Linked DNA regions of Mus musculus: regions 2, 3, 4 and 5 are each linked to region 1. The links are chromatin contacts, called in public HiCAR-type and HiChIP or PLAC-seq maps. All regions are on one chromosome and are shown on one strand. The core of a region is the stretch at or near the end of the contact, and the rest is flanking DNA. Distances in the headings are between cores, read along the strand shown. Region 1 holds the start of Vti1a (vesicle transport through interaction with t-SNAREs 1A). Region 2 overlaps Gm31965 (a long non-coding RNA gene). Region 3 has its middle 58 kb from the start of Gm52391. Region 4 has its middle 19 kb from the start of Gm52391. Region 5 overlaps Tcf7l2 (transcription factor 7 like 2, T cell specific, HMG box).

The links. HiCAR-type assays count read pairs that join an accessible place to other places. HiChIP or PLAC-seq counts read pairs in DNA pulled down with a chosen protein or histone mark.
Region 2: an H3K4me3 HiChIP or PLAC-seq map of embryonic limb bud shows a contact between it and region 1, with 7 times the contacts expected there. The contact joins the enhancer-like site here to the promoter of Vti1a in region 1. A contact is called at or near these places in 4 of 39 promoter capture datasets (the 3T3-L1 cell line, cranial neural crest, embryonic stem cells and 1 more), 1 of 15 datasets of contacts at CTCF or cohesin (the NIH/3T3 cell line), 14 of 115 datasets of contacts at active chromatin or transcription factors (SST interneurons, craniofacial prominence, embryonic basal ganglia and 9 more) and 1 of 9 other capture datasets (pancreatic islet).
Region 3: a contact with region 1 is called in a FOXA1 HiChIP or PLAC-seq map of pancreatic cancer cells. The contact joins the enhancer-like site here to the promoter of Vti1a in region 1. A contact is called at or near these places in 1 of 39 promoter capture datasets (embryonic stem cells), 3 of 115 datasets of contacts at active chromatin or transcription factors (large pre-B cells, pancreatic cancer cells and pro-B cells) and 1 of 9 other capture datasets (embryonic stem cells).
Region 4: a contact with region 1 is called in a FOXA1 HiChIP or PLAC-seq map of pancreatic cancer cells. The contact joins the enhancer-like site here to the promoter of Vti1a in region 1. A contact is called at or near these places in 2 of 39 promoter capture datasets (the SN4741 cell line and embryonic stem cells) and 4 of 115 datasets of contacts at active chromatin or transcription factors (astrocytes, embryonic forebrain, large pre-B cells and 1 more).
Region 5: a contact with region 1 is called in a HiCAR-type map of astrocytes, with 2.2 times the contacts expected there. The contact joins the enhancer-like site here to the promoter of Vti1a in region 1. A contact is called at or near these places in 3 of 39 promoter capture datasets (the 3T3-L1 cell line, the SN4741 cell line and liver), 5 of 115 datasets of contacts at active chromatin or transcription factors (astrocytes, bone marrow-derived macrophages, large pre-B cells and 2 more) and 1 of 9 other capture datasets (adipose tissue).

Annotation. Positions count from the first base shown.
Region 1 is chr19:55,314,797-55,317,319 of GRCm38.p6, reverse strand. It overlaps Vti1a (vesicle transport through interaction with t-SNAREs 1A), which reads right to left and starts at 1,263. Exons shown (of 8, transcript NM_016862.4): 1 at 776-1,263. The coding sequence starts at 869. It overlaps Zdhhc6 (zinc finger, DHHC domain containing 6), which reads left to right and starts at 1,284. Exons shown (of 11, transcript NM_025883.4): 1 at 1,284-1,524.
Region 2 is chr19:56,161,039-56,163,561 of GRCm38.p6, reverse strand. All of the region lies in intron 1 of Gm31965 (a long non-coding RNA gene), which reads right to left. Among named protein-coding and RNA genes, the nearest start is that of Gm31965, 7.2 kb to the right of the region's middle. Within about 2 kb of position 1,266, at least 13 of the 459 cell types and tissues checked have an H3K27ac peak or open chromatin away from gene starts, as enhancers often do.
Region 3 is chr19:55,994,559-55,997,081 of GRCm38.p6, reverse strand. No RefSeq gene overlaps it. Among named protein-coding and RNA genes, the nearest start is that of Gm52391, 58 kb to the right of the region's middle. Within about 2 kb of position 1,256, at least 19 of the 459 cell types and tissues checked have an H3K27ac peak or open chromatin away from gene starts, as enhancers often do. A contact at or near this core is called in pancreatic cancer cells, where this site is marked.
Region 4 is chr19:55,955,678-55,958,200 of GRCm38.p6, reverse strand. No RefSeq gene overlaps it. Among named protein-coding and RNA genes, the nearest start is that of Gm52391, 19 kb to the right of the region's middle. Within about 2 kb of position 1,265, at least 15 of the 459 cell types and tissues checked have an H3K27ac peak or open chromatin away from gene starts, as enhancers often do. A contact at or near this core is called in pancreatic cancer cells, where this site is marked.
Region 5 is chr19:55,836,280-55,838,802 of GRCm38.p6, reverse strand. The region is part of intron 5 of Tcf7l2 (transcription factor 7 like 2, T cell specific, HMG box); the gene reads right to left. Among named protein-coding and RNA genes, the nearest start is that of Gm31734, 94 kb to the right of the region's middle. Within about 2 kb of position 1,267, at least 116 of the 459 cell types and tissues checked have an H3K27ac peak or open chromatin away from gene starts, as enhancers often do. A contact at or near this core is called in adipose tissue, astrocytes and stem cell-derived neural progenitor cells, where this site is marked.

The sequences.
Region 1 (2,523 bases), core at 14-2,513:
GCATGCAGGGTAATACCTGGAGGATGCTGAATTGTAAAAGTGAGCAAAGTTGTCCTGTACGAAGTTTCATATAAAACTGGGTTATAGATACCCAAGAAAGATGAGAATCACAGAATCAGGGCAGAGGTCTGAAAAATAGGAATCCTAACAAGAGCTAAGACACAGGGCTTCACAGCTGCGTATCAGTTAATCTTCACAACCGCCCTGAGAGAGGTACGAGTCTCTCGAACCAAGAAGGAAGTTTTGAAGGATAACGAAAACTTGCCTAGGAGACAACTTCTAAGTGGCAAGGGTTAGACTTGAATTCAGGCATCCTAGCTCGTCATTCTAGTGTGCCACGAATAAGGATAACAGAATTATTGACTAAAACGACAACGCTGCTGCTGCATTTACAGATCCACAATCTTGATACTTTCACACAGTTCCTTTGAATACTCATATTTTACAAAAGATAAAAAAAGATAGAAAAAAAAAAAGAAAAGGAAAAAAGAAGAAATCAAGATGCAGAGCAATGTTTCCAAGGCTATACAAGCTTTTAAAAAGCGGTGGGGTAGGAAACAGGCGCCACCCCCCCAAAATGGTTTCCACGCAGAAGGTGCTTTGCATTTGAAGCACATTTAATGCCAATCACAACCTACTACCCAGAACGCACCCCTCCCCGGGCCGCCAGCACCACCCACAGCAGCCTCGCGCCAGCGAGCCCCGCGTGCCCAGGCGGCGTTCCGCGGCCCCCGGCTCTCCAGGCCGCCCCCGCCCGGCCGGGCAGGGTACTCACCGGGAGGGAGCCGAGGGACCCTTGCAATCTTGCTGGTGATCTCAGCAGTGAGCACTGCGAAGTCCTGCTCGTACCCTTCGAAGTCGGAAGACATGGCAGCTCGGGCACGGCCGGCCGGAGCCGGGTTCTAGCGCTCAGAGCGGGACTCGCCAAGGGCGCCCGGCCTCGGCGCAGGGACCCTGTGAAGAAGTCTCCACAGCACAGCGGGAACCGGGAACAACTCCCAGCCCTGCCGCTTCCTGGTTGCTCTACGCAGTCCTTGTCCTCCGGAAACTGCGCTGCCTGCGCCTTTTCCTTTCCACCCAAATCTTCGAACGTAAAACTAAAGAAAAAGTTCACTTTCGGTGACCCCTAAAAAAAAAAAAAGACTACGAAAGCCCACATGCTCTCGGGTATCACAGAATACACGTCCCCCACACTGCAGCTCCAGAGAAACGGCTGGAGCGCCCCCAAACTCTAAGTTGCAGGCGCGGGCTTTCCGAGGGAAGATTGACGCCGCGCACCGACCGGAAGTGGCTGTGGCGGAGCTTGCGCCGAGGACCCGAGCGGGAGGCTCACGGCGGCCGCGTGAACCAGAGACGCGCGGGTCCGAGTTCCCCGCGCAGGTCTCGCCGTCAGGGTTCGCATTCGGCTTGCTCAGACTGAAGCGCTCATGACAGAGCTATAAGGAGGAGAAAATCTGTTCCGCTGAGCCCGGGCCGTCCCGGAAATGCGATGGCTGTGGAGCGGGCACCGGAGACCAGACTGAGGTGGGAGTCACCGCAGGGGGTGCAACCCGCTTACGAGGCGGTCTTCGCCTCGACCTAGTCGACCCAGCATCTCCAAAATATCGAGCCCAGACCTCGCTTAATAAGACGTTTGTCCTGTGAGTGAAGATCCCAGAGCATCCCGCACCACTACATGGGCGGGAAACTGAGGCAGGCACCGACCGGGCTGGCGCATCTGCTCCGTGGGAATCCGTTACGCATACGTCATACCCATGTGTCATAGGTCTTTTCCCGGCTCATTTCACTCCATTCAGAACTCAGGTCTACAACTATTCCCCGTGCGTGCCTTCTTCCCTTCTCCCTCGGCCCCGGAGGGAATTATCCCCCCCCCCCCGCCCGCTTAAATCCACTCTGTGCTCGTTCTCGTGCACTGCTTCAGTTGTGATTTTTCGCGCACACACATGCGGCCTTCTCGTTTTAATCTCACCCTTCTTCCTGTACCTTTAACCCCGATCGATTGCTAATGTTGGCGCTTGGGAGAACAAGTGCCCAGTTATTAATACACAAAGTATTATATGCGTAGAGCATGTCACAGTTAATTCACAACTCGTTGGGAGGCAGTTTAGAACGTCCTAAAAAAGAAGTTTGGTGCTTCTATTCTGGACTTAGCTGTTACTTGTGACCTTGGTCGGTCGATATAATCACAGTCTCTCTAAGCCAGTTTCTGTTCTAGGAAGAATTAGATACGTGATAATTAGATAAGACCCTGCTTCTCAGCTCCCTAAGTCTTTGTTCTCTCTAACGATCCACTAAGCTAGGAGTAGTCGATCCTTTCTGGCACTTTGAACAGAAGAGGAAAACTGTTTAATATGTCCGGTTTTCGTGCACTTCAAGCTCGGACTGTATTCTGGATAGGTCCAAAGTAATTATTTTTGTTCTCGATAAGAGGTGAACTCCACACTAGTGTGCTTTCGAGGTGCTGAGTCAAGTGCTCCTTGGAGTTAAATATTAAATAAATGGCATATGGACTTTCTAAACGGA
Region 2 (2,523 bases), core at 17-2,516, 850 kb before region 1:
GTACTGGCTAGTTTTGTGTCAACTTGACACAGCTGGAGTTATCACAGAGAAAGGAGCTTCAGTTGAAGAAATGCCTCCATGAAATACAACTGTAAGGCATTTTCTCAATTAGTGATCAAGGGGGAAAGGCCCCTTGTGGGTGGGACCATCTCTGAGCTGGTAGTCTTGGTTCTATAAGAGAGCAGGCTGAGCAAGCCAGGGGAAGCAAGCCAGTAAGGTACATCCCTCCATGGCCTCTGCATCAGCTCCTGCTCCCTGACCTGCTTGAGTTCCAGTCCTGACTTCCTTGGTGATAAACAGCAGTATGGAATTGTAAGCTGAATAAACCCTTTCCTTCCCAACTTGCTTCTTGGTCATGATGTTTGTGCAGGAATAAAAACCCTGACTAAGACAGTTTACTTTGTCTTCTCCACCTTAAAGCCTCAACTTTGACTACTTAAACATTGTCTTGGAAATGGTAAATCACTGGCCTAGCATGCATGAGGTCCTGAGTGTGGCCTCTGGCAGTGCAAGCATGAGAACACACACACAGACACACACACACACACACCTCTGCAAGGCATGTCCACTAGGCTCCCAACACTCACCCTAGCAGAGACCCCTGTCTCTAGTAGATGTCACTGGAATTAAATCATATCTAGGCCCTGGTCTCACCAAAGCTGCATGTGTGGAGACTGCCAAGGCTCCTCTAGTCCGGCCTGTGTGTGTGTGTTTTGTGTCTTGGCCAAGCTCACCTGCCACAGGCCACTGCCTCAGTCACTGGAAAAAAGTGCGGGTTCTATCTGAACAAAGATGAAAGTCATCACAGGTCCTATTGGTGCAGCTAGGCTTTCTTCAGTGTGAGCAGCTCAAAACTCTGGATTGTTGACGTGGATGTAGGTCTCTGTGCTCATGTTGTCCACTGAGTATTCCTGTGTATGTGCACGGCTCTTCCTGGCTAGCAGGAAGCACCAGAATTTTGGACTGATTTTCCTCCTCCATTAAAAGGCTGAGAAAACTCTTGGACTCTGGCTGGAAGCACAAGAATGGAACAGTTCACAGCTGCTTGCTGTGGGTTGTGTCCCCTGGAGCACCCTTTAAATACTTTCGGCTGGGCCACACATACATGACCTCTACAGTACAGCTCTCCACTTGTTGCCAGAGGCAGACCAGGTTGAGAGAAAGTGTGTGGCCACTGATCTTGCAGGCTGGCCACTGGTGAAGCTGCAATGCTGAAGGCTGGCGGGATGTCCTGGAAACTAAAGTCTGACATCTGGAGGCTATGTGTTTGTGTTCCAAGTGTTGGTCATCAGCCATGGTTATGGGAGGGAAGTGTCCTGATGGTTGAGGCTGGAGCAGAGAGAAAGGCAACGTACTACTAGTCTCATAGTCTCAGAAGACTGATAGTCCTAGGCCTTGCAAGCAGGGTCCTTACCTGGGTAAATAGAATTCTAGGATTGAGATTGTGAATGTAACTTGCTATGACAGATCTTTAAGCTACTCTCTCTCATCTCTGCTTGTTGTTTTCTCTGATCTCATTCCTCAGCCTTTTCCTCTACTTCTATGTGTCCAGAAAGAGGGAAGCAAGACTCCTTCTCTGAGCCAAGAAATATTTTCTTTCTTATAATTGATCTCCCGGCCTCAAATTGTTGGAAGACATATAAAAGAGATGTCTTGAAGGCGATAGGGAAGCACCCACATGCAGTCTTTATATGAGAGTGAAAACAATAGAAAATGTTCTTTCATCTCTCATGTTCAATATGAAGCAGATTCTTAATACAGATATATGATAACTGATAACATACACACACACACACACACACACACACACACAATGGTTTTAACCAATCCAGGGAGCCAAGTGATCATAATAAACGTGAATGGACCAAAGCTTTCATATTAAAAGATAAACTTTCACGTTGAATTTTAAAATACCCCATAGTAGCTGTGTGGTATTTAGAATAGATACTACCCTAAATAAAATGACATATGAAGGTTAAAAAGAAAGGAATGGTTAAAAGTATATCAGCTGCTTCTTCCTGCCACAAAGGAGAAGGGGAGTAGAGGACAAGCAGAATGGCTACTAGACCCATGCTCCATGCGCAAGAAACGGTGCTTCAGAAAAAAAGTGTGTTTCTTGGATCTATTCTCAAAGTAACCACGAGAGAAAGAATTTAGAAGACCAGGTCCCTGCTGGATTGCTAAGACAGATTCCACATTGTGTTCATTTCAGCCCCTCCACTTTCAGAAAGAATACATAGAAGTCTCTTGGGCATCTCATTCTTTCTTCTCTCTGCTTACGAAAGCAAAGATGTTAAATTAAAAACAACCCCAGAGTCTCCCTATGCTTATTCCCATTACCACCCCCAGAAAATAGCTTCAGGCTGGCCAGTTTGGAAAAGCTCCCAGGCAAGAGGTCAAGCATGGCCCCCAGATCTCTCTCTCTCTCTCTCTCTCTCTCTCTCTCTCTCTCTCTCTCTCTCTCTCTCTCTCTCTCTCTCTTACTTTTGAGAGATAAGATCTCACATCTCAACTATCCCAGGA
Region 3 (2,523 bases), core at 7-2,506, 680 kb before region 1:
CCAAAACTCAGAGGAGAAGACAACCACACTGGAAATCACCCAGCAAATGGAACCCTTCCATGGTGTCCATGACCCTCGGCTAGGAAGGTCAGATCAGATACGGAAGTGTTTGATGAGGTTAGCCCATTTCTAACCCTTTATCCCAGCATGATAAAACTATGACCTGTTTTTAAGAAGTGAAGGTCATTCATGTACTGGTGTGCAGAAGGGCTCCCATTCCACCTAGGAGGCAGGAGCCACAGAACCTGCTGGAACCCTTATTTTCCCCTCAACCACCGTAAGAAGAAGCCTTTATCTGCTGAGCACTGATATGATCATTAATGACTGAGAGCCAGGAAGAAGTAGGGACCCGTGTTAATTAGAAGTCAGAGTGCGAAATGCTTAGAAGGAATGCATTTAGACCCTAAGTCTAAATAGGCTCGCTTTTCAGAACAGCCTAGACAGGAAGCAGACGTGTGCTCTTTCCTCTTTGGAGACCTAACTCTGAAGCCTTCCTGGGATCCTGTTTCTTCCATGGAGAGCCTATTGGTGAGTGGATCCCTGTGTCTAATATCCAGGGCACACATCTTCCACACTAGTACTTAGATAACACCATTCACTCATCTGTTTGCTTATCTGTCAAATCCCTCAGAGGATAATCAAAAAGAAAAAATTCAGTATACAAGAAAACTGACGCATGTGTGGTCATGACTCAAACTATGGTCACAACTGTCTTAGTAGGACCTATGAGCTTCCACAGATCACAACAAAATGGGCACCATGAATAGTTGAATATACTCTACCCAGATTTTTATATGCAGAGAGACTGTGTGTAAGTATGGGTGCACCACTGTGCCTGTGGCATGCATATACATGCACATATGTGTGGAGACCAGAGGTTAGCCTCCAGTTTCTCTTTCAAAAGCCTTGTTGTTGTTGTTGCTGTTGTTGTTGTTGTTGTTGTTGTTTTTGAGACACGTCTCTTACTAAGACCTGAAGCTGGGCTGGCTGGCCAGCAAGCAATCCCTTGATATCTGCCTATCTGTGCCTCCTGGCACTAGAATTACAAGTTTCCAGCATTTCCAGTTTCTGCTTGTTGAACTTGGGTCCCCGTGCTTGTAGGAATGCTTACTGAATGAGTCCTTTCCCCAGCCCTTGAACTCTGTTTATTTTAGAACCAACATTCGCTGACAAATCTCCCCACATCATCAGAGCATGGGCTTGTAGATGACTTGCCATCCCAGCTCCCCTTTGAGATCATCTGAGAGATTTTAAACATGTCTGTGTCCAGGGTCTTCCCCAGGGGTTCTGATTCATTGCTATGGGGTAAAGCCTGAGCACTCTCTAGCCTGAGCATTGTCTAGCCTGAGCACTGTACAGTCTGGGCTCTGTATAGCCTGAGGACTGTCTACCCTGAGTACTGGATTTTTCATTGTCAGTCCTAATCCTATCTAGAAGCCTTCTTCCCTGACTGGAGTGTATGTCTTCACATCCACAATGAGCTGATAAAAAACAGATTCTGATGTAGTAGGCAAGAGCCAGGATTCTGCAACTCTGACGATCACTCTGATGACGTTGAGGCTGCTGGTCTGAAGACCACATTTTGAGTAAAAAGGCTCTAAATTGGGTTTCCCAAACTTGTGACCATTAAACATATTGAACGAAAGGGTTCTTTTTGCTGAGGCGAGAGGAGGCCATCCTGGGTATTGTAAGATATTTAGAATCGTTACAACCAAAATGTCTCCGGGCCTTACAAAATGCCATTGGAGGAGGGGAATCACCCGCGTTCCACACACCCACCCCACCCCCACAATGAGAACCATCGCTATGGAGGACAGATGTTGAGTCCAGCATCCTGAAGTCCTCTACCTCCCAGCCCAAGGCTCCAGCAGACTCCCCTGTTAATTATCTCCCCACACTTATTTACCGACTTTTAAATGACTTAAGACTCCATCCTATTCCTTTCCAAGTGATCCCACCAATGCTTAGCGCTAAGAGATGCTGAAATTCAGATAGGAGAAGGAAATTAGCAGTAACTACAGGTATGTGCTCTCTTCACTTTTCAGTCCTCAATATAACCCTTCCGGGTAGGAAACACCCCATACGACACCTGAGATTAGAGAAATGAAGTCACTTAGCCTAAATCACACAACTGGTAAACAACAGAAACAGATGTAGATAGAAATAACATCCCTCTTCAGATTGTTTCCCACTGGAGCTTGTGAGCCAGAGGATATCCATGCTCCTGCCCCCTCCCCACAATGTAATGAGCACTGGACCAGCATCCGTGAAGAAGGACAACACAGAGAGAGTGGTCGGTTCTGCAGGACCAGAAGGGAGAAGGAAAGAGGCCTCCTGAAGGAGGTGACAAGTGACCTGAGTGACAAGAGGGATTCCTAATGATCAATTCGCTTGTAGGTTCTCCTCCCCCACTGAACTGTGAGCTTCTTAGGGGGATCATCTGTTGTTTGTGTTTCTCTCCTCAGTTCCTCACATGGTGCTGGGTATGCAGCAGGTGTTCAGTAAATATTTGGTGAATAAATG
Region 4 (2,523 bases), core at 16-2,515, 640 kb before region 1:
CTTTCTCTCTGTCATCTTTGGGTCTTTGAACCTTCTGTGCCCCTCTCTGGCCCACTATGGCCACACCTACTTATCTTTGAGGTATCAATTCAGCTACCTCTTCCTCTAGGCTGAGAGAGTGCTCCCTGTTGGCTTCTCATGGCTCCCAATATCCATGAATGCTTGTTTCCCATTTTCTGGGAGGGCAGAGACCACTTCTTAACACCTATCATACATTGGAGTAGGTGGCTCAGGAAATAGGTATGGCTTGAAAAGATAAGTAGCAAGTTCTCAGGGACATGGAGCTAAAACACAAGGCCTCATATCTCCATCTATGAGTCCAGGTTCCTTCTTCTTTTAGTCATATACCTACTCCTTTGACAAACATCAACTGAGAACCTCCAGCAGCCTAGACCCTCTGCCAAGTTCAGGGCATTCAGTAGGACATTTCACTTCTACAGGACAGGAGCTAACACACAATGATGCAGGACCAGAGACCAGCAGCATGACCATGTGTGAGCTCATGGGCACCTTACAATGATGGGGATGGAGCTGTAGGACCAGAGACCAGTGTAAGTAAGCATAAGCTAATGGGCACCTTGAGTCAACCAAAGGAGGGAAGGCCTCTCTGGGGACGAAGCAGGAGGGAATTGACAAACAGTAGAAGAGCTGATTCTGTGAAGTGTCTCTGATAACTGGTACTCTAGGAAAGTGATAGCTGCTATCAGAGTCTGTAAACTGGTGAGACTGGAGCAGGGGAAAGATTCACTGTGATGTAACACATGGGCCAATAGGAGCATGATTTGGACGAGACCATAGAAGAGAGGCCAGTTCCTGTAGAGTCTGATGATCGTATATAGAGAGGTTCCGTTTGGGTCAAGCCGGATGGAAGTCCATTTTGTATTGTCAAGCTGACAGAATCTGGAATCTCCTTGGAGGAAAGCCTTAGGGCACACCCATGAAGGAATATCTTGATTAAGGTTAGCCTCTGAGAATGTCTGCGAGGGATTTTCTTGCTTGTGTAAATTGGTGTTGGAGATTCATCTTAATTGGGGATAGAATCATTCCCCTAGGTAGGGGATCTTAGACTGTATGTGATGAAGAACGCCAACCATGCATTACCAACCATGCATTAATAAACATGCGTGCCTTTCCCTCTGCTTCTCCACTGCCGGCACAGTATGGTCAGCTCCCTCAAGCTCTTGCTTCATTGACTTCCTCAGCATGATGGGACATCACCTGGAACTGAGAGCCAAAATAAACTCTCCCTTATGTTGTTTTGGCCAATATACTGTGTCATAGCAACAGGAAAAGAAAATAAGACAGGGTAATAGACTGGGAGGGACATGGTATGACTCATGGTTTTTTTTTTTTTTTTTTTTTTTTTAAACATTAGCCTATATACGATGTCGACTGTAATGGAGGGGCAAGCAGAAGCAGAGAGATCAGATAGGAAACTAGTCCGCCTGTCCAAGCAGAAGGTGATGTTGGCTTAGGCTGGGATAGGTGCTACAATGATATGGAAGACAGGATGGACCATGTAGGAAGGAATGATTGCTTGGATTTGTTAATGTTTCAGAGCATGGAACGGGTGGAAAATACTCCTGAGTTAGACATGGGGAGGTGCGGTGAAGAAGAGAAGTTGAAAAAACTGAAGGCCTGGAATGTCCTTTATCATGACATGGTGTCTTAGTCAGGGTTTCTATTCCTGCACAAACATCACTACCAAGAAGCAAGTTGGGGAGGAAAGGGTTTATTCGGCTTACACTTCCATACTGCTGTTCATCACCAAGGAAGTCAGGACTGGAACTCAAGCAGGGCAGGAAGCAGGAGCTGATGCAGAGGCCATGGAGGGATGTTCCTTACTGGCTTGCTTCCCCTGGCTTGATCAGCCTGCTCTCTTATTGAACTAAGACTACCAGCCCAGAGATGGTCCCACCCACAAGGGGCCTTTCCCCCTTGATCACTAATTGAGAAAATGCCTTACAGTTGTATCTCATGGAGGCATTTCCTCAACTGAAGCTCCTTTTTCTGTGATAACTCCAGCTGTGTCAAGTTGGCACAAAACTAGCCAGTACACATGGGAATAAGTACAGAATAGAAATTCCAAGACTGGTCATGATTTGTGCTCATTTCTAGATGCCCATCAGATCTGTAAAGGAAACACCTCGTCGTGGTTGGTCACAGAAGACTGAGATTCTGTGGGATTCTATAGCAGAACATACAGATTTGAGGAGCATTTGTTTTAGATAATATTAACATTATAGATCTAAGTCAGTTCACCTGGGGAGAGAATGTATAGAAAGAATGGTCTGCACTAAATGGTTATGTTTCCCCTTCCACTCTCTGCCTTCAAATTCGTGTGCTGAAGCCCTGTCCCTCTGTGTGAGGGTTTCAAGAGGCTGACTGTATTGCAATCTCAAGAGTGGAGCCTTAGGAATAGGATGAACACACTCCTGGAGGATAGGTGAGCCTGGTTCCTCTCCATCCAGGCTGTGTGAAGATGTAAGAACTCTGACAGCTGTAAGCAAAGACTTTACCCTC
Region 5 (2,523 bases), core at 18-2,517, 520 kb before region 1:
AGTTACTTTTCTCCCTTTATTAAGCACTAAGTGTATTTTTACAAGGGAGCCTGAATCTTTAGTTTTGTTTTTGAAAATCCCAACCACTTGATCTGGGGGTGGGGGAGTGTTATTAAGTCCACTGAATCAGTTTTTAGGAACAGCAAAGGCTAACAAGACTTAACCAACTGAAAGCTAAAATTTAAATTGTTATCACAAATCATACTTCCTTCCCTAAACCCCACCCTCATAGCCACTGCAGCAGGTACCTACAGGCAGCAATCTCTGAAAGCTGATGTTGTGCAAAGCTACCATGCAGATTTAAGAAACAATGCCAAGCTATTGCTTGGCTCATACACATAAACCCCAAAGAGTGCCCGGGACAGAGGTGGATGGCACATAAAACAATCTACAATTGACATGTCATTTACTGGCATTTTTAATAGTTTCTTCTCTTTTCGTTTTTAATGCAGTTCTATCTTTCCATCTTACTCTCTCTAAGCAGTTCCCTAGCCAGCCTCGGACAGTAAACAGTTAATATTCCACTCTCCCCCGCTGCCTTGGAAAGCAAAGGAACAATTGAGACATTGTCCAGTGAACAAGACTCCCAGGGACGACATTTTTGTTTATGCCCCAGTTCTCAGACTGTCAGTTTCCACTGGGCACGTTAAAGCCTGACCCACACTACCGAAGGCTCGGGAGCTGAAAGGGCTCTGCTTCGCTTGTTTTAAAGCTTCAGAGTCTGTTTTTGATTCAAACCCCAAACTTCCCCTCCCCTGCACCCCGCCTTTTACCCCAGAAAGTTGCCTCCTAACTCCGAGACTGTGTTGCAATTCCTTCTTGGAATCCTTTGCCAAGAAAAGTAACAAAATATTTTTGAATACCAGTGTTTGCATGGTTTGGTCAAAACGGGTGGGAGTGGTTGGGTGGGTGGGAGGAGAAGGCCAGACAAGTGGCCCAGCCTTGAAAGCCAGGGTGTTTTTAACAGATTCTCAAAAAAAAAAAAAAAAAAAAAAAAAAAAAAAAAGCCTCTAAATTGGATATAGGTAAGTCGGGACCAACGATGAACTCAGGCTCAAGGTCTGGGAAGCGGAAAACATTTCAAAATCCAGAGAGTCTTCAAAACAGCCAAACTTTAGGCTCAAAAACATTATTTCTTCCCAGTCCAGGCCACTGCCTGATGCACTGCTGAAACTACAGCCCAAAGATCCCCCACTACCATCCTTAATAGATATGGGCACTGACAAGGGTGGGTTTTGTGGACTTGGGGCCTGCTTTATGACAGCCTACTCAACAGTGAGCCTGCTTCTTCTCTGAGGAGTGACATCACCAGCTTTCACTCCTGCAAGCAGCGTAGGCATCAAAAAGGCAGCCCCGCCATTCTGCACATAGACACTCTTTGCCATTGGCCCAAGGCTACCAATGGGAAGAAGTGCAGGAGTGTGCATACACTCAGGAGCACAGAGGTACTCTCACCTGGGCACACACATACACACACACACACACACAGGTGTACACAAACAGGTGTATATATTCATACACAGATACACACACAATTGTGCCACACAGTGGGCACACACACACAAGTGCACACGCAGCTGCACACACAGGTGTATATACACATACATGGGTACACAGGTGCATACACAGTTGTGCCTCACAGTGGGCACACACACATACACACCCAGGTGAACATGCAGGTGAGGACACAGGTGTACATATACATACACAGGTACATACACAGTTGTGCCACATACAGTGAACACACAACACACCGGTGTATACATACAGGCACACACAGACAGACAGCTATACACACACACACACACACACACACACACACACACACACGCCCAAAAGCATGAGTTCCACACAGGAAATGAGATTCCTGAAAATGGGACTCCTACCTCCCTGGATCCCCTCATTATTTGAATCAGAGACACGGCTTTTTGTCACAAACTGGCCAGGAAGCCTGCAGATGGGGTTGGGGCTACTACTGCCCTGGAGCACCACAGAAAGGAAGTCCGAGCTGCCTGGGTGACTTTACCCAAACCAACCGTAGAAAGCCACCTTTTCCACCCAGCCTTGTGCACCTCTCTTCTCTCTTCTTTCCAGCCCAGCCTCTGGCTAGAGTCCTACTGTGTGCTCCGTATGGGATTGGGGTACGTAATCTGCCACAGGTTCTAACTTGTCAAGATATTATTTTCACTTTATTATTTATCACTATATCCGGGTTTGGGTTGCGGCATTTCTCAGATTGCCAATTCGGATGTCTGTACCCGCTCATCTCATCCCTGCCTTCAACAGGATGAAAGCAGCTGGACTCTGCTGATCAAATCCACAAATGGAAGCTACCCGGCATCTCCCTTTGGACAGCCAGCACCTGCCCATCCGATGGCCATACTGGTAGCAGTCTTCCTCAATGATGGAAGGGGTCAGGCGCAAATAGAAAGACTGACCCTGCTAGGAATGGCCTGAAGGCTTCAGGTGCACTTAGAGCAGAAGCCATTTTAGCCCTGGTCATTGGATTCTCAGATCTTTCCC